Regions from separate parts of the Mus musculus genome. Here regions 1 and 3 are each linked to region 2. A link is a contact called in public Hi-C and Micro-C data. All regions are on one chromosome and are shown on one strand. The core of a region is the stretch at or near the end of the contact, and the rest is flanking DNA. Distances in the headings are between cores, read along the strand shown.

Region 1 (3,054 bases), core at 259-2,758, 220 kb after region 2:
TAGGAGGTGGGGAATCACTTTCTTAGAGCCTCAGTTTTATCCTCCGAAAACCAGCGATCAATTATTGCACAAGACTCGAGAGGGTCACAGGAGAATTCAATTATAACCATCCAGCTCAGGGTTCAAGTATGTTCAAAGCTCTCAGCATGTGGGACTCTCAACAGGGTAATGATTCAAGTTCCAGGCAGCCATCTTCTTGCCAATGGCAACAGAGGCATCCAACAGCCTCCACGTCTCCCCTGGTCACCTCAGCAAGGCATGCAGACAGGGTTACTTTCGGGCAAGGGTAGCCCAATTGCAGCCTTTGTTTTAATCAGCCTGAGCAGCAACTCAGTGGAGGGCCCATGAGGCGGTGACATTCCAACTCCCTGAGACACTCAAGGGAGCAGATTCTTGGAAAGAGATGGGAGTGGGAGGAGGCTGGCCCACTTCTATTTCCTTTCCTCTGTCTCCAAGGCTCCTTCAGGAAGGGAGGACACCTGCTGCTCTCTCCAGCTCTTTGCAATTCTGAGGAATAGCCCAGAATTAAGGGATAGACAGAAGTAATAAGAGTGGGATCAGGTCCCTGCCCTCCCCTCCTGTCTGATATGCTTCTAGCTACATAGGCAACTGTAATGGGAAGGATGCTAATGGCTTCCACCAAGCCCAAAGATGGGGAGACTCCCAGATGTCTATAACTGCTCTGACCTTACAAGAAAAGCCACTGTTCGTATACTCTCCCGGCTCCCTCTCCTCTTTTTCTCTCTCATTGCTCTCTGAGCAGAAGGTGAGATGCCAGTCTGTGGGCCAGCCAGTCCTTTGATCTTGGCTTATCAGTGGGAAATTTACTGGTATTGTGGCACAGCAGTTTGAGCAGACTGTGCCAGACTCAGTACAGGATTTCCAGGGGAAGCAAGGCATTCTCCGCCTTCGGTGCTTACCACCTGTTTTCAGCGATGGACACATTCCAGACTGGGTGCCAGTTAGGGCTGCTGAATGGATATAAAAGCCCTCGTGTTGGGGAACGTCACAAACAAGCAGTCACTTCAGCCTGCCAGACACAGTGACAGCTTCTCTTTGAGACGCCTGGGGTTGAAAAAAACTCTAGCTGTTCTTTTATGAGCTCACTCCAATAAACAGCAAATTTATCAAGTGTGAGCAGTATTTCTGCCCTCAATGAACGAAGAACCCAAAGGGTAGCAGGTACCTTCATCAGAAAGGATAGAGTAACTTCTTATCGGAGGTCTTGCCAAAACGCACTCTATTTACCTGTTATTTACTCTGGAGCAGGTTTCTGGAACTCCCTGGGTCTCAGTTTCCTTTCTCATTACTTCAACAGATCTCTAAATTTAAAAAACGCAAGTGACGCTTTCCACATCATAGTAGCCATATTAAATAGTATGCCATAACTGTTTTTCTCCACCCCTTGCACAATTCCAGGTCCTCATTTGTTTACAGAGTGCCAGTTGCCAAGTTCTCCAAATCTCCTCCATTCGGGCATCCTTACATTACTTTAGCTCAGGCATCATCCACAGAAGTAAGTGCTTGCTTAAAGAAACTTGCTGCGTCTGGAAGGGCACAGGACAGGTCCTGCAGCAGGCCTGCCTGGGCCTTGGCCCAGCGGTGCCTGCTAGTTACCTTTCACCTACTTCTGCAGCGGCAGCCTAGCGGGGTAACTCCAGGTCAGACTTGGATCTCTGCGCGCCTGCGCAGAGCTGGCTGCCGGCTGCAGCTAAGCATCCCTAACGTTGTTTCTTTTTTCTTTCTTTTTTGGTGGTGGTTTCTGCTACTCTCGGAAATAAAGGCTGTGGGCCTTGCGGACGTGCTTTGATTTCTGTGTGGGCACGGTCCCAGGCCGGAGAGGGTAACCTGGACCTCTTCCCAAAGTTGTCACCTACCGCTAACACCCCCAGGCGCCCCATCCTTCCCTTCCCCCATTTCTGGACTTTCCGCTCCCCTCTCTCCCACAGCTTGGGGCTGCCCATCTCCTCGCCCCCAACCCCGCCCTGATCACTGCCCCTGGAAAAGAGCAAGGCTGACTCCGGAGCTAGAGAGGAGCACATTCGAGCGAGAAGCTACGTGGGTGCAAACAACACTCCAGTTTCTGCCCGGGAGGAGCCGGATCTAACAACTAGGTTGCAACCAGAGGAATCGCGCTAGTTGAAGGCGTCTAGGCTGCCGTGCGCCTCGGGGTTACTGCCGGGCATCGCGCGGGCGGGGCGGGCGCTAGGAGGGGCATGTCCTCGGCCTCAGGAACCATCATAATGGAAACACTCATAGGCATCTGGAGAGGTCTGAGGCTCTCATCCACACCAGCCTCGACGATAGGAGTCTGTGGTGGTCCTTCTGTTCTAGAAAGTGCCCTCTTTCCTGGCATCCCAAAAATCTGGGAGGGTCAAGGAGAAACTGATTTTCAAAAATACCCTTTCCTGCAGGAGTTCAAGCCCCTACCTACCGACCGACCTGTGGTCTCTGAAGTTGGACAATGCTCCCCAACAGGTGCAAACAGAATACCTGTTTGACCGGGCTTTGTCTCTAGGTAAGGTGAAAGGACTATGCTGCGCCCTTACATCTCTGGGTTAAGCATCGTTAACAGTAGAACTTGGTAGTTCATCTGATGGTCCCTGGGCTTTTTAGCATTGGAGGTGAGCAACTCTACAATTTTCAGCCCGTTGTGTCATGTTGCCCCTCTGTCCCACAAGACCTCCAGGGAACAGTGCTAAGCTGAATTAATTACCTTCAAAGTGAGGCCTGTGTTGTGTGAGTGGACATTTTGAGGTCTGCTAGGTTTTTTTGAAAGATGACAACTTTTCGGGACATTACATTGAGGCAAAGTATGTAGTTCATTCCCCCCAAAGAAAGGACAGATTCACAGGCACACACCTTTTATTTTCTTACTCTGCCATAGCCTCCGTACAGTATCCAGTCAGTTGATAATAGACTCATCCTCACATGATACAAGAAAATGTGTGGTTGGTGGGAATAAGGGTCTTATGCTTTCTTTTTAATATGAATATATTTTAAAGAAACTCTTGAAGGTATGGGTGTCTCATGAGAAACAAACCAAACCAAACC
Region 2 (3,287 bases), core at 608-3,107:
TGAGCAATGCCCAACTGATAGATGCACCCCCTGCCTAAATCCCCAACTAAATCCCCAAAGGTATGTGTTTTTCTACACCTCTATATGCTAATAGAAAGCCGTGATCCAGCCTTCCTTAACACCAGGCACATGGTTTTCCTTTGCTATCCTAACTGAATAAGGTTTCACTAACTAAACCAGCCAGCCTAAGAACTGGACAAACAGGATCAATGCTCAATAAAGCCATAAATGTCCTCCACTCATCTCCAATCCTAGTTGTTTCTGTGACAGATCTCAGATTTTTCAGAGCAAGTATGCAGGTTATTTAAACCTGAGTTATATATAGTCACTTAGCACCAAGCACTTCTGTGTCACAGATGCTACATCTCTAGAGGAATTTTTTTCCCCAAAAAACTAGCATTTTTTTTTCTTCGCCAAGAACCAACCAGCCTTTATTTCTAGAAGCAAGCGCATACTTCTCCCCATCACCACCACCAAACAAACAAATCACAGACTACTGTTAAATTCTACGCTAATGAAACTGTGGAGAAACATCCCAGGCGTTGTCAGAGCCTATTTTTCATACACCACCACCAGACAGTTTGATGCAGTATTCCTGATTGCTTTTTATCGTATTTGTAAATACACTCACTAATCCACTAAATTAGATAATTTACAAACAGGTCCTCTCAGTTATTAGTGGCCAGCAGTCAAGTTCTATTACATCTGATCCTTACACAGTTGTCCAAACATTTCCACCCAGGTTAAAGGCTCTGATCGGAAAGAGAAGGCGGCTAGCGAAATTTGGATGGGGGCAGGGTGGCAGCTGAGAGAAATCTCTGCATCTCAGCCCTCAGCGACAACATCCAGCCAGTGCCCACAGAAAAACTAAATTCGGCACCTCTTCCTCCTGTTACACTGGCAACAAAGAGGGAGTTTCCGTAACGCTCCCGTCACCCACCAGGTGCCCAATCTCCTTCCCAGCCCAGTCCCCCCGCTCCCGCAGGGGCCTCGGTGCGCCGAGAGGCCGCGGTGCTCAGGGTCAAGGCACAGAGGGGGGATGGGATGGGGAACGAGCGGGTGGGATCTGTGAAATGGGCCCTGGAAGGGCACCGGGACCCAGTGAAGCACCTGATCCCGGCCAAGGGGGCCCGCAGACCAGGGGAAATGGGCAGCTTATTAAATGGATCCGAAACTAGAATAAGGTGGAAGAGAGGTGAAGAGCCCAAGCTGGGGTACACCTTCTGGGGACACGGAAAACAGTCTGTGGGTGGCGGGGGGGCTCGGCGGAGGTGGAGAGCAGGCTGGCGGGCCCCAAGGAGAGGGAAGCGTATGCCTCCCCGGGGCAGAGCGGGCGCCCGGGGCGCCTCTACCTGCAGACGGGCGGGACGGGCTGCTCAGGTGCGAAAGCGGGGGAGGGAGCGCAGCGGGCATTGGGGGACCAGGCACGAAGCGCCGAGGTCGGCGGGGACCGGAGGGGCGCAGGGCACGGCAGGGGAGCGAAGGGCACGGCTCGGCAGGCGCTCACAGCGCGGGGTGGCATCCGGGCGGGCGGCCGGGAGGCGGGAGCCCCTCACCTGCGCGGCGGAGGCGGAGCTGCAGCAGCCCATGGCGGGGCCGGAGGAGCCCGGAGGCGGCGCCGGGCGCGCAGCTACGCCCCGGAGCCCCTCGGCATGCGAGCCGGCGGGCGCCCGGGGAGGGCGCGGCCTGGCCCCGCACGACTCGGCAGCGACGGCGGCGACGGCGACAGCGGCAAGAACTCAGGAGGCTGCGCGGTCCGGGGCAGGCGCCGGCCACATCCCCCGGCGGCGGCAGCGGCGGCGGCGGCGGCTGCGCGGCTCCGGCTCCGCTCCTGCTGCTGCAGCTGCTCCCCAGCGGAAAGGGGCGGGCGGCGGCGGCAGCCCCTCCCCCTGGCCCCCGCCTCCCACCACCCGCTCCCAGTCCCGCTCCCGCTCCCTCTCCCGGGCTGCAGCCGCCTCCTCCTCGGCGCCGCGCGCGTCTCCCATCAGACTCCCCGCCCCCAGTGCAGCGCCGCGCGGCGCGGACGGCGGGGACGACGGCAGCCCAGAACGAGGCCGGGCCCTTGGGCGCGCGCAGGAGTCTGCGCGGCGCCGGGCCCATTTCGCGGTGGCACCGAGGCCGAGCTCTGCCTCGGGGCGGCGAGAGGGCGTCTGAGGCCGAGGCGCCCGTGGACCCGGCGGGCTCGCAGAGGGAAGGCGGCCGACTTGCTTCTGTACGCGCGAGGCACGGGGAGGTCACCGGGGGTCGCTCCTTCTCCCGGGTGGGAGCGCCTCTGAGGTCACTGACCCGGAGCTTTTTTTAGGGCTCTGGCGGCTGTTTATGTTACCCAGAAGAGAGAGTATTTGCAAAACCTCCCATGGAGAAGGAATGGGTGATGGAAGTGGAAAAATATCATCTGTTGCTCCTGGCCCCATTTTGCTGATGTGGACACTAAGCCTTGAAGGAGGCCGACGACAGTGAGAGCACCCAACTGGAAATTGTAGTAAAAGAGCCAGAAATGGGAGGGGAAGGTAGTACTCCAGGCCCTCAAGTCAAAGCCATGTTGGTTCTTCACTAAACTTTCTTACACATGGTAGCGCGGGCACACACATAAACACACGCACCAATTCATCTTTAAAATATTTACCGAGGCACTCACTATATTACAGTCTAGAAATTTATGGCACTAAGATTAAACAGGCGATAAAAGGCAAAGTTGCTACTCTCTTATTAAAAAAAACGAAACCTGTATTAATATGCGTTGGGGGTAGCAACAAGTTAGACATGCACAACCTTTAAGAAATTTCCAATGTTAGGGAAGTCATTACAGATACAGTGAAGCGAGAGCAGTTTAAAAATGGCGAGAGTAAACAAGGTCATGATTAACTATCACCGAAACGCGCATGTATCTAACACTCATATAAACATTCCGGTCTTGTTTCATATTGTCAAGGTGTTGCAAAGACTGGGATCAAAAGGTTTGCAAAGATACCAGAGTGAGACCCCAGAAATGCTGACTTGTCCATAAAAGGCAGATTTCAAGGTGACTCAAACTCAAAGGGGAAGTTGACTAGAGGAGCAAGGAAAGGAGAAATCTAAACAAGAGGGTGGGGAATGGGTGTGGGTGGGAGGGGTATGGAATGGAGACAAACTCACACACAGAAAATTCCCTAGTTGGTGTTTTGCATTACCATTTCCTGGATGGCTTGTTCCTCCAAACCTCATGATCCTCTGTGAAGTCCTGATAGCAGGGATGGCTGCAAAGTGTAAGATTAAATAATGTGGGTAGGCAGTGGACAGGTCAGTGA
Region 3 (3,143 bases), core at 591-3,090, 190 kb before region 2:
GAAGCTCAGGTTGACAGCACGAGTGCTAATTACAAACATTAGACCTAGATATCCATCAGAAGCCATAGCACAAGCTCTCCTCGCTAGAAGATTGCTTGATACCTCCACCAAAATTTTAATATTGAAAAGTTGACTTTTCAGAATTATCCAGTACATCAACACCAGTAAAAGAACAGCTAACTCTTCACTACCTCTGGGGAAACTACTTATGGGATCCTGTGGGTGCACAAATACATTGTCTAAAATGAGAAAAACCTGGTTGAAACCATGTTTGTCCTTATAGAACTCACAACGTCAAACACTTGATTCCTCAGTGTCCCCTGATAAGATGATCTACATTGAAGCACTTTTAGCATTTTACCATGCACAGACTATTTTAGTACTAATTATTCATAAACTTGAAAATACTGTTTTCCGAATGGAGTATTTTATCCAGACTTTCTAATAGTATATTCTTTTCTTATTTCTACAGAACAGAAGATGAAAGAGAGGAATGTGCGCTGCATACAGGTAGCAAACACACTGCACCCTGAAACTCATCTTTCCGGATTCTCCAGGCACTTGCTCTTCTTCCTTTTGACCTTTGCTAATGCCCACTTAAATATCACATGATGCCTTTCCTCTAATAAGTCATGCAATGTTTTATCAGCCTAACAGAGAATCCTTTAAATTTATACACACTCAAAATACACATTCTTAGACATACTAGTAATCTCTTTAAAAGATACTATAGTATAGTTGTGGAAATAATAATTGGATATACCCAAATGAATGGGTCTCAAGGCAAGCTCAGAAAGATGAATCCAGGTAAGAATTGCAGTTTTTCTCTAACTCTTTCTGGCACTTTCTATGCAATAATAAAAAAAGAATGGCCTCTTAGAAATGCCCTTGTTTTCCCTGATGTATTATTAATAACACTTGTGTTTTTCTTTCCTATACCGCAATGTATTGCAATTACACTATAACATAACAAAGATAGCAAGGTGGCTTACTTTTTTAATACAGGAATTACTACTGAATATTAAAAATTCAGTTGCAATTGTATTCAGTGCACTATTTGCTTAATTAAAAAAGGCTATTGTGTAACTCTTTCCTTAAACTTGTTCTCAAAGTACTAAACATTCCGAAACAAGACTACTGGCCAGCCTCACCAACTGAAGGACGAGGGTGGGGCAGCGGCCCTGACAACTGCCTTTTTCCTCAATTAGGCAAACACTGAGATCTGCTTATAAATAAACCACTAGCAAGGCAGTGGGCAGATGTACAAAGGAGATTCAGTCCCCGGACCTACAGCGCAGAGACCATGCTGAAGACACGGTGGAAGAAAAGAGACACCAGCTTCCGCGCGGGCGGGGATCCCCCCACGCGAGGCCGAGCCTTGGTCCTCACTCCAACCGAGGAGGGACCCACCCTCGGAGCACGCCGCGGGCAGCGGGAAGAAAGGGGCCTAGCGCCCGCAGAGGGCGGCAGAGACCCGGGTGCGGCTCGCGGTTTCCTCCCCGCAGTGCCTTCCCGGAGCCAAGAGCAGGACAGAGGTCGTCCGGGGTCCCGGGCGCGGCCATCGCTCCCTGCGGGCTCTCAGGTCCCGTCGGGTCGGGTCGGGTCGGGTCGGGTGGGTCCCAGGCCCGGCCTCGTCCTCCGCGCCCAGCCCCGCGCGCCCCGCCCACCCTCTCGGCCCCGCGCTGCGCCCCCGCTTACTTTCTGCGAGTCCATGGCTAGGGACTAAGCCCTCCGGGCCGAACTTGTCACCGGAGCTGAGTGAGAAGCTGGAGGAGCCTTAGAGACCCGCTACCTCTGCCGCCGTCAGCCTTGTCCCGTCCCGCAGAGATCCCGCCCGTCCGCGCCCAACCCGCGCGCGCGCCGCTACCGAGCCGCGGTTGCCAGGGTGAAAGGGCGGCCCGCGGGAGGGTGGGGTGCGAGCGCGCCACGCATGCGCATGCGTGCGCCGACACCCGCACCGGCGGAGAGGATGGAGCGCTGCCTGGCCGCCTGCGTCTTCCTTCTGCAACTGCTTCTTTCTTTGCATCCTTTTTCCTGTGCCATCGCTGCGGGCCTTGCAATGAACCATTGGGCACCCAGCAGCCAGGTCGTGCGGAGAGCCTGGGAGCTAGCTCAGCCCGGGACGCATCCTTCACCTGCAGCGTCTCTCCACTTAGCCTTGGTAGGCCAGGCCCAGTGATCCAGCTGGAATAAACACGCTAGGATGGAGAGGCCGCGGAAACATGTGGAAGGGTCTTCAGGGAGCGTGGTGGAAACCTTAAAGGGCTCTGGGACAAGGGGTAGAAAGAAGTTACAGATACGTGGGTATGGGACCACATGGGCTTTGTTGCCTGGTCAACCTTGCCCTACTAGTATCTTGCTACCTTGTAAGCAAGTCTTTTTCCGTGACCTGTGTCATCAATGAAATAGAATGAATGCAGACCTCGCAGAGGACAGCTTAAATCCTGTGTTTGAACTCCCCAGAGCATGGAGTAAATGAGAGTGGGACAGCACATTAGAATCTGCTCAGGACGGGTGGAGCTGGCAGTGCAGACCAGAAAGCTTGGGGAGAAGACTTGGAAAGGTTCTCCAGAAAGGCAGGCTTCATCTCCATTTAGGTGACTCAAGAAAAATTCTTCTGGGTGTTCACATCCTAATGGAATAAAAGGGAAACGAGTATGAATGAGCCTTACGAACCGGTTCTGCCCTTCTACACAAATCCTCAGTGAAAAGGCCTGCTTCTCAAAGAGCTTACAATCTAAGGTGGGAAATGACAATACAAATCCATGAGGCTGTTAGAAGAAAAGTTTGTAAGAGAAATCAGGGAGGAGGAAGATAGATCAGTGGGCAGACATGAGTACCAGAGTCTGTATACCCAGAACCTGGTACCCACATAAAAGCCAAGTGACCACAGACACACACCAGCACACAGGTGCCCCCACTTGTGTGCCCACACATTGTAATACCCTCGACCAAAGCACACACATGAAAAAATTAACAAAGGAGGAAATTGCATGAGGTAAATGGAAGAAATAAAGTAAACAATTAAATTGCACAGAGTTAATAGACTCCGAAGAGGTGGGGTGCAATTTCCTGACATTACGCAGGAATGACCTGGGTAAGGGTTATATGAAAGGGGTTGAGGAAGAATATCTAGTTAGAAG

The links. A called contact is a pair of places that touch in the nucleus more often than the background predicts.
Region 1: a Hi-C map of CD8 T cells shows a contact between it and region 2, with 2.6 times the contacts expected there. The contact joins the promoter of Lexis1 here to the promoter of Slc44a1 in region 2. A contact is called at or near these places in 6 of 39 promoter capture datasets (the 3T3-L1 cell line, frontonasal cranial neural crest, liver and 2 more), 9 of 484 Hi-C or Micro-C datasets (CD4 T cells, CD8 T cells, the HL-1 cell line and 5 more), 4 of 115 datasets of contacts at active chromatin or transcription factors (bone marrow-derived macrophages, double positive thymocytes, forebrain and 1 more) and 2 of 9 other capture datasets (adipose tissue and liver).
Region 3: a Micro-C map of embryonic stem cells shows a contact between it and region 2, with 5 times the contacts expected there. The contact joins the promoter of Fsd1l here to the promoter of Slc44a1 in region 2. A contact is called at or near these places in 14 of 39 promoter capture datasets (the 3T3-L1 cell line, 3T3-L1-derived adipocytes, cranial neural crest and 8 more), 8 of 484 Hi-C or Micro-C datasets (the N1E-115 cell line, cerebral cortex, cortical neurons and 3 more), 4 of 115 datasets of contacts at active chromatin or transcription factors (astrocytes, embryonic stem cells, forebrain and 1 more) and 3 of 9 other capture datasets (adipose tissue, liver and pancreatic islet).

What each region holds. Positions count from the first base shown.
Region 1 is chr4:53,216,815-53,219,868 of GRCm38.p6, reverse strand. Lexis1 (a long non-coding RNA gene) reads left to right here and starts at 1,508. Exons shown (of 8, transcript XR_390567.4): 1 at 1,508-2,518.
Region 2 is chr4:53,438,986-53,442,272 of GRCm38.p6, reverse strand. It overlaps Slc44a1 (solute carrier family 44, member 1), which reads right to left and starts at 1,857. Exons shown (of 16, transcript NM_001374697.1): 1 at 1,557-1,857. The coding sequence starts at 1,589.
Region 3 is chr4:53,630,168-53,633,310 of GRCm38.p6, reverse strand. It overlaps Fsd1l (fibronectin type III and SPRY domain containing 1-like), which reads right to left and starts at 1,840. Exons shown (of 13, transcript NM_001195284.1): 1 at 1,699-1,840. The coding sequence starts at 1,713.